Regions from separate parts of the Zea mays genome. Here region 2 is linked to region 1. The links are chromatin contacts, called in public Hi-C maps. All regions are on one chromosome and are shown on one strand. The core of a region is the stretch at or near the end of the contact, and the rest is flanking DNA. Distances in the headings are between cores, read along the strand shown. Region 1 has its middle 97 kb from the start of LOC100273264. Region 2 holds the start of LOC100384180.

Region 1 (4,699 bases), core at 358-2,857:
AAAATTGGAATCTCTTGGAAAAATGGTGTTTCCAAACTAGCCCTAAGAGTGAGATTTTAACCCCTATAATCTCCTCTGTTTTGTGGCTTCCAAACTAGCCCTTAGACTAAGTCTTGAACAGCAGTAGTGTTCAAAGCATTGGGAGAAAGGTGCTGTATATCACAGGGGCGACATATTCAAAGATGTGTCCGTAGACAGAGACGTTGCAGGGCTACATGATTGTGGTTCATTGATCTTTCAGCACCAAGGTTCCCGAAATCTGCAAAACAAACTCGTGCATAAATATATAGTCCCACCACCAATGTTCAAATATACTGAAGTGTACTCATAGAGCGTGTTTGGTTGTTTGTATAGCTCTGTCTTGGCTATATTTTGGGACCAGGCTATGCGTGGTCATGCTAGTGTAATGCAGGACGTGTCTATTTGGTTCCAATGTTTAGGTCATCTGTGTTGGGTTAAAGTCTTTAATTTTAGGTTATCTTTTTTCGGTCTAGTCTATTTTGAATTTCAAATTTTATATGGCACGACTAGTGGTTCGTAAAAGTGTCAAGGACATAAATATAAAATTGACTTCATGATAAATTACTTTAATTAAGAGATTAGCAGAAGAAGCAAGTTGAAAAGATATTTCGGTTTTTGTGCACAGAAGATTCTGCATTATTGGTGTAGCCTGTCGAGCTGAAAATGCTCAAATCTAAAACGTACCGGTAACTTAGTACTAGTAACTTAGCCAGGCTAGCATCCCTTTCTGCAAAGGGAAAAAGAATTAGGGTTTAGGTAACCAAATTAACATTATTGCAACCAGCTGCTAGGTGATAGTCAGGCTACCAAACGGCATCTATATAGAAGTTAGTTGCCTTGTCTTCTAACTCGCAAGAAAAAGTAAACATCGCCGAGTCATATCATATCTGTCTCACCAGGATGCTTGGGCTTGACGTACGTCTAAGTTCAAAAAAATGTATTTTACTAGGCTTGCAAGGAACCAGCCTAATTAATGACATAAGTACAAATTTGAAAAAAAAAATCTATTTTACTTCTCTCTGCATTGCTGCTTTCAGTCGATCGTTAACATAAACCTTGGCTACCTTATATAACGATCATGACAACAGGGCTTTCAAACTTCGACATGCCCTAGATCATAATGTGTGGAAACTAAAAAGTGGTTGTCATCACTAAATCCCTCGACTACGAGACTTTCACCGTTGACGAGCTTCTCAGCAAATTTAAATTCACCGAGACTAACCTCCAGCGCAAAGCCAAAATAGAAATTTGTGTGTCAAGTCTTCAAAAGTGTTTTTAGAGAGGATTTGCTTGTTGTGCTCGTAGAAACGAGTGTCCGCGCTTGCGTTGTGACTACGTTGTACCAGCGATCCGTGCACGGAATAATCGTCAGTCCCAGGCTCCCAGCTCCAGCTCGGAGTAGCGATCGCCAATCGCTGGCCCTGCGGCAATGGCAACGAGCCCGGCGCCGCCCAGGCGGCCAGGCCCCAGTGCCTGCCGTGCATGCCCCCTTCCGGGCCTCCCCTGTTGAATTGCCCCACGGACCACGGTGTCGCTAGCGCTGGACGGGTGCCCGTGCCAGTGCCACGGTGGCCGGTCCGGACACGCATTTCTGAGTGACTTCTGTACGTGTGCCCCCTGCCTGCTCGGTGCTCACACGTACCGCCTGCATCTGTAGGCTACAGCGGGGCGTTTCCTTGGATCACGCCTACCTGACAGATTACATCGGACCATCTATCTGACCACTGCTCTATGGTTCATTAAACAAATGGATTCTGCAAGCAACCGTGCAGCATCGAATTACTATCTGAAAGTAAAGTGGAGAGTGAAAATTAGCTTTGGTGTTACCGACAGAGCGCGAGACCTTTGGAAATAGCATCCAATGTCAGGATTAGATACCGACAGACGGGGCGCTACATATGTCATTGTTGACACTTTTTTCGGACGCCAAACACTAACAAGGATCGGCGATGGTGCTCTCTGCACAGGTGCGGACGGCCCGCGGCTGGCCGGACGGTCAACGACCTGACGCAGGGTTCGGGTTTCCTGCCTGACGTGCCGGACGGTCCGTACCCTGTGGCCGGACGGTCCGCGCGTGCGCAGTGGCGGCGAAGGTCGCCGGCGGCGCCTGGATCTTGCTTCTGGGAGGGACCCCGTCGGGGAGGAGAGATCCTAGGGGTCGTCTAGACTCGGTAGGCCGACCTAGACTCCTCTAATCGACGTAGAGTCGAAGAGAAGCGAAGAATTTGGGGATTGGGATACTAAACTAGGGCTAAACTAGAACTACCCCTAACGCATAAGGTAAAAACGAGAAATAGACTTGATTTGATCGATTGTTCGGGGGTTCAATCGGTTGTAGCCCTTTATCTATATAAAGGGGAGGTGTGGATCCGCTTCAAACTGTTTCCCGAGTTAATCCCGCGGTTTTAGGTAACAAATCCCGCGAGAAACTAGGAACCCTAACTGAGTCTGCGCACGCGCGGACCGTCCGCGCCACCAACACGGACCGTCCGGGTTACAGACCGTCCGGCCTCAAGGCCGGACCGTCCGCACGGCTCTTTTCCGTGCTCAACATATGCCCCCTGCCTTTTGGTGGAGGTTGACGAACCAAAAGCATATGAACTAAGCCTGATGTAAGTTATCGGCTTTTTAGTATGGAGATTCTTCAATAAAGCACCAATGTATAAAGGCCATTTTGGATTGTATCTTTCTCGGCCACGACCATTTGATCAATAGATCAAAATGAATAGAATGGAGGTGCCCCTAGCCCAAATAAGCAAACGGATTGGGCCAGTAATACGAATTCATCGCCGTACCACCCCACACATGAGCAGCAACACATCGGCGATGGATAGAACAGGACGCACCATGCTATCCCCGGAGGAGGATGACAAGGCGATCTTGGTTGTGCTACTTTTTGGGTCCATTTAGTCGGCTTTTGCTTTCGTACATACCGCCCTTTTGACTTCATTTGTTTTATTGGCCGGTTGTGTGGAACGGCCTTCTTCATATATTTGGCAAGCAACTGACCAAAAGTAGGGCCAACTCTATTGAGTCGTCCAGACGTCTTAGTAGTGTTTTGTTTCCTAACACTTGTGTTGGAACGTTGTGGTCCCATGGTCTGAGTTTGCTGCTTCTGACCATCTGTGGACCGTCCGGCCATCATAGCTGGACTGTTCGTGCCTATCTCGGACTGTCCGACCATAGTACCTAGACCGTCCAACGTACGCAGGATAGGTGACCGTGATCGAGTGTCCGATCGTCCTTGCCCCCCGGCGCCTCCGGTCTTTCTTTTGTCTGGAGCCTTCCGTGTAACCACTCTGCGTAACATATTTGGTGTGCGGGGCTCACCAATGATGACATTCTTATCTTTGCTTTTATCGGTCGCACAAGGCCAAACTATGACTTTTTTGCTTGTCGGCTCTAATGTGGTGGCAGGGACAGGTGGCCTGTCAATCTTCACATCCTTTTGAAACCTCAACCATCCTTCATTTATAGCCGATTGTATTTGCCGATGAAAGACAATACAATCATTGGTGTTATGAAGAAAGGAGCCATGCCATTTACAATATATACGCCCTTTTAATTCTTCAACCAGAGGAATTATATGTGATAATTTAATATTACCATGCTTAAGTAACTCATCAAATATTTTATCACACTTAGCAATATTAAATGTGAACTTAACTTTTTCCTTTTGTGTCGAGTGCGGGTGAGAGCGAACAGAAGGTTTGGCCTTAGTGGGCCAAACAAGCTCGGGGACATGTGACTTTTTTGGTTCTTCGGGCTTGGGTGGCCGGTTATATTTATGCCAGCCTTCCACACTAGGTGGATCACAGGTGACTTCTGGTGCTCCAGACGGTTCGACCTACGCAGTCAGACGGTCTGCGAGTGGATCAGACGGTCCGGTACTATCCTTGGACTGTCCGGTCACGTTAAACAACACCTGTGACCCTTGTGGTGGGCTCTGTGTAACTCCGGACTGTCCGGCGTAGGGTGCCGGACGGTGTGATGGAGGGCCGGACGGTCCGCGATTGTGTACAGACGGTCCGACCGTGCTCATAGTTGACTCACCATTTAGCGAAGATGGTGGTGACGTCGTCCTGGATATGAGTCCATCGGCATACCAGAATATGGCTGGGGAAACCCATTTGTTGCCGATGTGTTTGGCTTAATTATTTTGACGCCTAATTTATGTGATAAAAAATTAGGCATGTGAGTTTTTCCTAATGCATGCGCCATCCTTTCTATATCCTCCATGATAAATTTAATCCAATTATCAAAAGAAATTTTAATAAATGGAATATCATCAGCTAACCTGGCATCACCTATCGTGGGGAGCTGTTGCAGCACGGCTGACATGTACTCGGCGTTTATCTCCCTCTCTTGGACGGCCTTCTGGTGGCAATCTACCCTGAAGTGCGAGAGGAACCACTTATCCGCCACCTTGAGCACCTGATTTGTTTGTCGCTGGACCTCCTCGTCTATTTTCTTCATATCATCTTTTAATCTTTATGCTCAGCGGCCGATAAATTAGTCAGCCTTGTGTTGCTGTTTGGAGAAGCACCGTTGAGATCTTCAGAATCGGCCATGTAAGCCTGATTTTGTAGATCTGCAACCTCGTTCCCCAGCGGAGTCGCCAAAAGTATGTTGACACCTTTTTCGGGTGTCAAACACTAAAAAGAACCGGTGGTGGTGC
Region 2 (5,196 bases), core at 1,507-4,006, 460 kb before region 1:
GTTGCCTTTTTTTATTCCATACAACAAGTGACCAACAGCATGCATAACCCTGTTCAACCTTTGCTTCCCTCAGGTCCCAAAGTTGAAGTCATAGTTTCATCTTCCTTAACAAGATAATTTCCAACAATTTCATTGCATCTTGATTCAATAAATATCAACCACTCAGAAGAAGGAGCCTTGAATGAAGCCTGCTCTTTAAATTTTAAGGGGAGTGTTACAAGCTTATCATCTCCTTCATCCTTGTCGCCTTTCTTCGCATGTGATACCTTTGGAACCTTCGGTAGCTTCCAACTGGTCTGAGTATGAAACACTTTGTATGCGAGAAAATCTTGGATCAAGTCCTGAGTCCCAATCTGCCCAACCACAATATTGAAGGCACCATAAGTTTGCTTCACATCGCCATCCATTCTGCTATTTGGCCTCTTTAAATCGAAGGAAATCTTTAGAGGACTCATCACCATATGCTTGAAGTCCTCTCTCTTACAATCTACTTCAACATAAAACCATTCTTTTGTCCAATCGTCCTGCCATTTCGTCTGATAGGCAAGCATAGAAGCAATATAGTCCTTTTGATAGATGAAGTTGTAACAACTGAAGTTGCTATGAAGTTTATCTGCGGATCTAGCCTTTGTCTGATAATGAAGCTCGTGTATTCTACAAAAGCATCTGCTTCAGTGTGTATGCCTTGGCTTCGTATAGCCCATATGAAAACGCTAAGCCTAACAATGGTGTTAAGAGTCTGCTTGTGCATGTATATCTCAAACTTCTTCAAAACATTAGCAAACATCTTGTACATTGGCATTCGAAGGTTAGCTTGAAAGAAGCTTCTGAAGACAACAATCTTATTGCTCTTTGACTTTGGGGTCGTCTCCTCACCAGCAAGATGAACGTTGACAAATGACAATATCACCAAAGTATCCAAGATCTTTCATGGCCTTTAAATCTCCAAATTTCAAAATAGATCGACCCATCTCGATGTAACTAGGTTTTGTTGGCCTACCTTCGTATTCTTCTTCTGCAATATTAGGAACCTTCCCTTCATCCCCTTTCAACTTGGGATCTGTAGAAGCTCTCATGACTTCCAAGGTTGGTGCAATATCCGAAGTAGCCTTGTCTCTCTGAAGAGCCTCCGAAGACGTGGGAGTGGCTAACCTAGCAGTTATGCGAATTCTAGCCATTCAAGGGAAAGCTCCCTCGGAAACTCGCTTTAAAGGTTATGATCAGTAGAAAGCTTCGGACCTAGAGAAAAACTAGCAACAGTTAGGTGTAGGAGTAGTAAATGTAGTTTTGCTTCATCGCGCTCATCTGCTTTTATACAAGAAGCGGGTGCAGAACATGAGAGGTCACAATCTCACCTTCTCGTTGTCCGGTGGACCGCAAACTTACATCTATCTATTTCTAAGTGCTTAATTACGCCGTTTCCAATAACGAGCCCTGAGAAGGTGTTTTTTGGACCTCGTGCATAAGGTTCTCTGATACATCGTGGCTTGAGCTCGCTATGAAAACGACCTTATTCCGTGAGGGCCTGCTGTTGGGGGGAAGGCCTTCATCGTCGAAGGACTATGAAGTATTAGCTTCATTAAAAAGCAACCTTAAGTAAGCATATTCATCTTCGTCATCGACCCGAAGCTGATAAAAGGACGAAGTTAAGAATATTCAAGTATGCGGGAGCGTTAAGCCAACCAAAGCTGAAGGAGGAAGCTTCGGATGATGCATGACAGTTTATGAATCGAAGAAGCTAAAGAATGCAGAATACATGATCAGCAAGATACAAAGATGGAAAAGTACAATATTACCCTCATGATATTTGTGGTTGACATGTATATGGTTGGAGGACATGTTTGTAATTTCATACAAAGTTGTACCTCACGACTATAAATAGAGGAACAACGTCATGCGTAACGAAGCTTTTTGGATCAGAGTGACTACGAAGTTGTACTTTTCTCATGTCTTCGTGCTATTCATTGAAAGGCCGAAGGTACAAGTGTAATCATTTAATGTATTATAAAAGAATATAAACAAAGTGATAACACATTCAAATGAGTAATCCATTTACTTTTCATGAGTTATACATTGTTTCTATCAACACATTTTCATACTTTCTAGCTTCTTTTTTGAATTAATCTTTAAAAAAGGGTTAAGTGAAGAGAGAAACTCGTAATGTCTTGCCTTGTTTTTTTGGTATCTTCTCAAGAGCCAAAAACAAGTGACCAACATATATAGTCATAACCTCATGGGTGGACACAAGTAATCTCCGTAGGTATAGTTATATAATCATTTTCTCTACTCGATTCAAATCTGATCCATTGTCATCCTTAGACAAGATGAAACTAACTTAGGCCTCGTTCGGCTTTGACGGAACGATATGGAACACGGCCGATTCCATCCGGAATTATTTGATCTGGATTTAAATCAGAACCAATCTAAAATGGTTGTTCGGATAGACCTGTTCTATAATGAAACCAAGCCATTCCAGAATGAAACCAGACATTTTTACCCACTCAACGACTTGGATTAGAGCCACACCTATAATCACCTGGAATCAAACCAAATCAAGCCTTTATAGGTTTTAGTGAAACACCCGAATCCACTCTATCGGGCTTAGATTGAAAAAATATACCTGTCTTCAAGTTGGAACAAAGGAACGCGGCCTTAACTTATGAGGTGAGGCAAGCGGCAAGCCAACGAATGTGCGTCTACCACCGATGATAGTATAATACTTGGCTCCTCCGTGCCCCCACACACGTGACGAGAGACAGTCAGACAGCAGCTCGAACCTCGAAAAGCAGGAGAGTCCAAAGCCGAATGGACAACTGGCAACAAATCAACAGAGCCACAGAGGAAATGAATCCGATAGCCACCGCCGCCCTCACGCCATCCTCATTTTTCGCCTCAAACCGCCGCTTCGCCCCTCGCCTCCGCTCCGTCCTCCCCGCCGCTGCCATGTCTTACGCCGCCGTATCCGCCTCCGCCCCAAGCCCCAGCTCCGGCACTGGGGAACAGGTGAAGGCGGCCCCGCTCCCGCACTCGACCCTCGAGATCGCGGGCGCCCGCCGGGGCCTCCTCTCAGGCTTCGCCAGCCTCCGCGCCCCGTACCGTGCCTTCCCCGTACTCGCGTCGAACCGACACGTCGAGACCATCTTCGCTGCGCTCACGCGATCGCTCCCCGCCGTTAAGCTGCGGCGCGAGTGCCTCCGCGCCCCTGACGACGGAGCCGTCGCGCTCGACTGGGTCTCTGGCGACGACCGTGTGCTTCCGAATGATGCTCCGGTGCTTATACTCTTGGTACGGTGCTCCTTACCCGCTCGGCGCTTGCGGCCCATTGCAGAACTGACTGCACTGCACACGCAGGAGGTGTAGTGCGTGCTCTTTTAAGCGAATAAGCGTCAATGATGTCTGTGGTTATGGCTTCGTTTATCTTTGGAATTGAGGTTATGAGATGCGAATGAGCTCATATGTGTAGTGTAAATCAATGTCAATGCTACCTACAGCATGATGTGACGAAATTAAAATTTTATGGTCTATTTTGGAAATGTTAGTATATTCTAGCAGGGCTGCAAGCGATCTACAGCTCATTTCAGTTTGGGGGAGCAAAATGAGTTAGCTGGGAGTTTTAGATGGTACCTCACCATCAGACAGCCCGTGGCTTGAATGCAACTTGCTTAATTGATATGTTACAATTGGTGTCCTGGCGGCACAAGTGCATCAAGTGAGCAACAAATAGAAATGCTAGAGATCACTGTTATGAGTTTTTGACGAAATAGGTGTTTGGTTCCAATTGGATAATCTGTTTATATTGTGTAGTCTCAGCATATTCACATGATGAACCAACGTCCATACCATGCTAACAGGATCAGGTCTGGAACATGTTTCAGCACTTGTGTTCTTCAGCTCGATGTAGAGTGCGCAAGTTTCATCCAAGGATACAATTTCTTATAATCGTTTGGAATTGAGTTATAGTTGAAATTCACTATAAGATACAAATGAAATTAAATGACCACAAAAGAATTTTCACCTGAAGCAAAGCAAAAGGGTGTGGAGCCAACTAACTTTCAATTTCTTATTTTTTTGTTTTGCTTATATACAAGCCTAATGTAAGTTTGATTTCTTTCCAGCCTGGTCTTACAGGTGGAAGTGATGATACATATGTAAGGCATATGCTTATGAGAGCTAGAAGCAAGGGATGGCGTGTTGTGGTGTTTAATAGCCGTGGATGTGCAGATAGTCCTGTGACTACACCCAAGGTACTTCAAATACCTTTTCCAATTCTTTTATTAGCACTGTAAAGCTTATTTATAGCTCCTATAGCTCTTACAAAGCTTCGAAGCTATGCAGTGGACCATATTTTCCCTTTTGATACTTGTCAGGGAAAAGTGCTAAGATCTCATTTATATGGTTTGATTGATTGAGAAGTGCACTGCCCACTTTTAAGTTAATTATCAGCAACAGTAGACACACCCATTTTGTTCTGGTAAGCTACACAGAACTGAACCTCTTTCTGGCTTATAGCATAACATGTGCTGCCTAAAAGTTGGCTCATCCCAGTTCATATGTGCAAACTGTCCAAATATATATTTTTTCCATGTTGGCATCTGGTGTGATAAATGCACTCTATATGATATTGCTTCTGTGTACTTTTTCCTACTTAGGGTGTAACCAGAAACTGACTAAAGGGTGAGTGAACTGGCTCTTACTGTAAAACTTGACAGAATTGGAGTTTTGAACTGAAAGTAGGAAAAGGTTAAAGAACATTGAAGTGTATTATTAACAATAAATTGCATTGTTGCTCAATGTTGAAGGGTTTTTTTGGTTTTTATTTTGTGGCTACTTGCTGCCCTAGTAAAATACGACATATTGTGTCCTTAAACTGAATTGTCTGTCATAAATTTCTAAGCTTCACCCTGATGTGTACAGCATATCAATAAAGTGTCGATATGCATGTTGGCAATCAACGTCTTTAACCATGGGGCCTTGAATCAAACTCAATGGATAAACCTTTGGAAACCTAGGGGTTAAGTGGTTAACAAAGAGTACATAATAAGTAAGGAGATAAAGATAGCAAATGAAATCGAGGCTCGAAGCTGTAGGGGTCCATCTTCTTTTTAGGACATACGTTGACTTGCATCTTCTGTCATGTGCAGTTCTATTCTGCTTCATTTACAGGGGATCTCCGCCAAGTTATTGGTCATATTTTAG

What was found. Hi-C and Micro-C count contacts between places; a contact is called where the count stands out from the background.
Region 2: a Hi-C map of ear shows a contact between it and region 1, with 3 times the contacts expected there. The contact joins the promoter of LOC100384180 here to the enhancer-like site in region 1. A contact is called at or near these places in 2 of 25 Hi-C or Micro-C datasets (ear and root tip).

Annotation. Positions count from the first base shown.
Region 1 is chr4:155,294,654-155,299,352 of Zm-B73-REFERENCE-NAM-5.0, reverse strand. No RefSeq gene overlaps it. Among protein-coding and RNA genes, the nearest start is that of LOC100273264, 97 kb to the right of the region's middle. Within about 2 kb of position 1,607, at least 8 of the 20 cell types and tissues checked have an H3K27ac peak or open chromatin away from gene starts, as enhancers often do. A contact at or near this core is called in ear, where this site is marked.
Region 2 is chr4:155,752,099-155,757,294 of Zm-B73-REFERENCE-NAM-5.0, reverse strand. LOC100384180 reads left to right here and starts at 2,756. Exons shown (of 9, transcript NM_001321804.1): 1 at 2,756-3,285; 2 at 4,116-4,244; 3 at 5,142-5,196. The coding sequence starts at 2,806.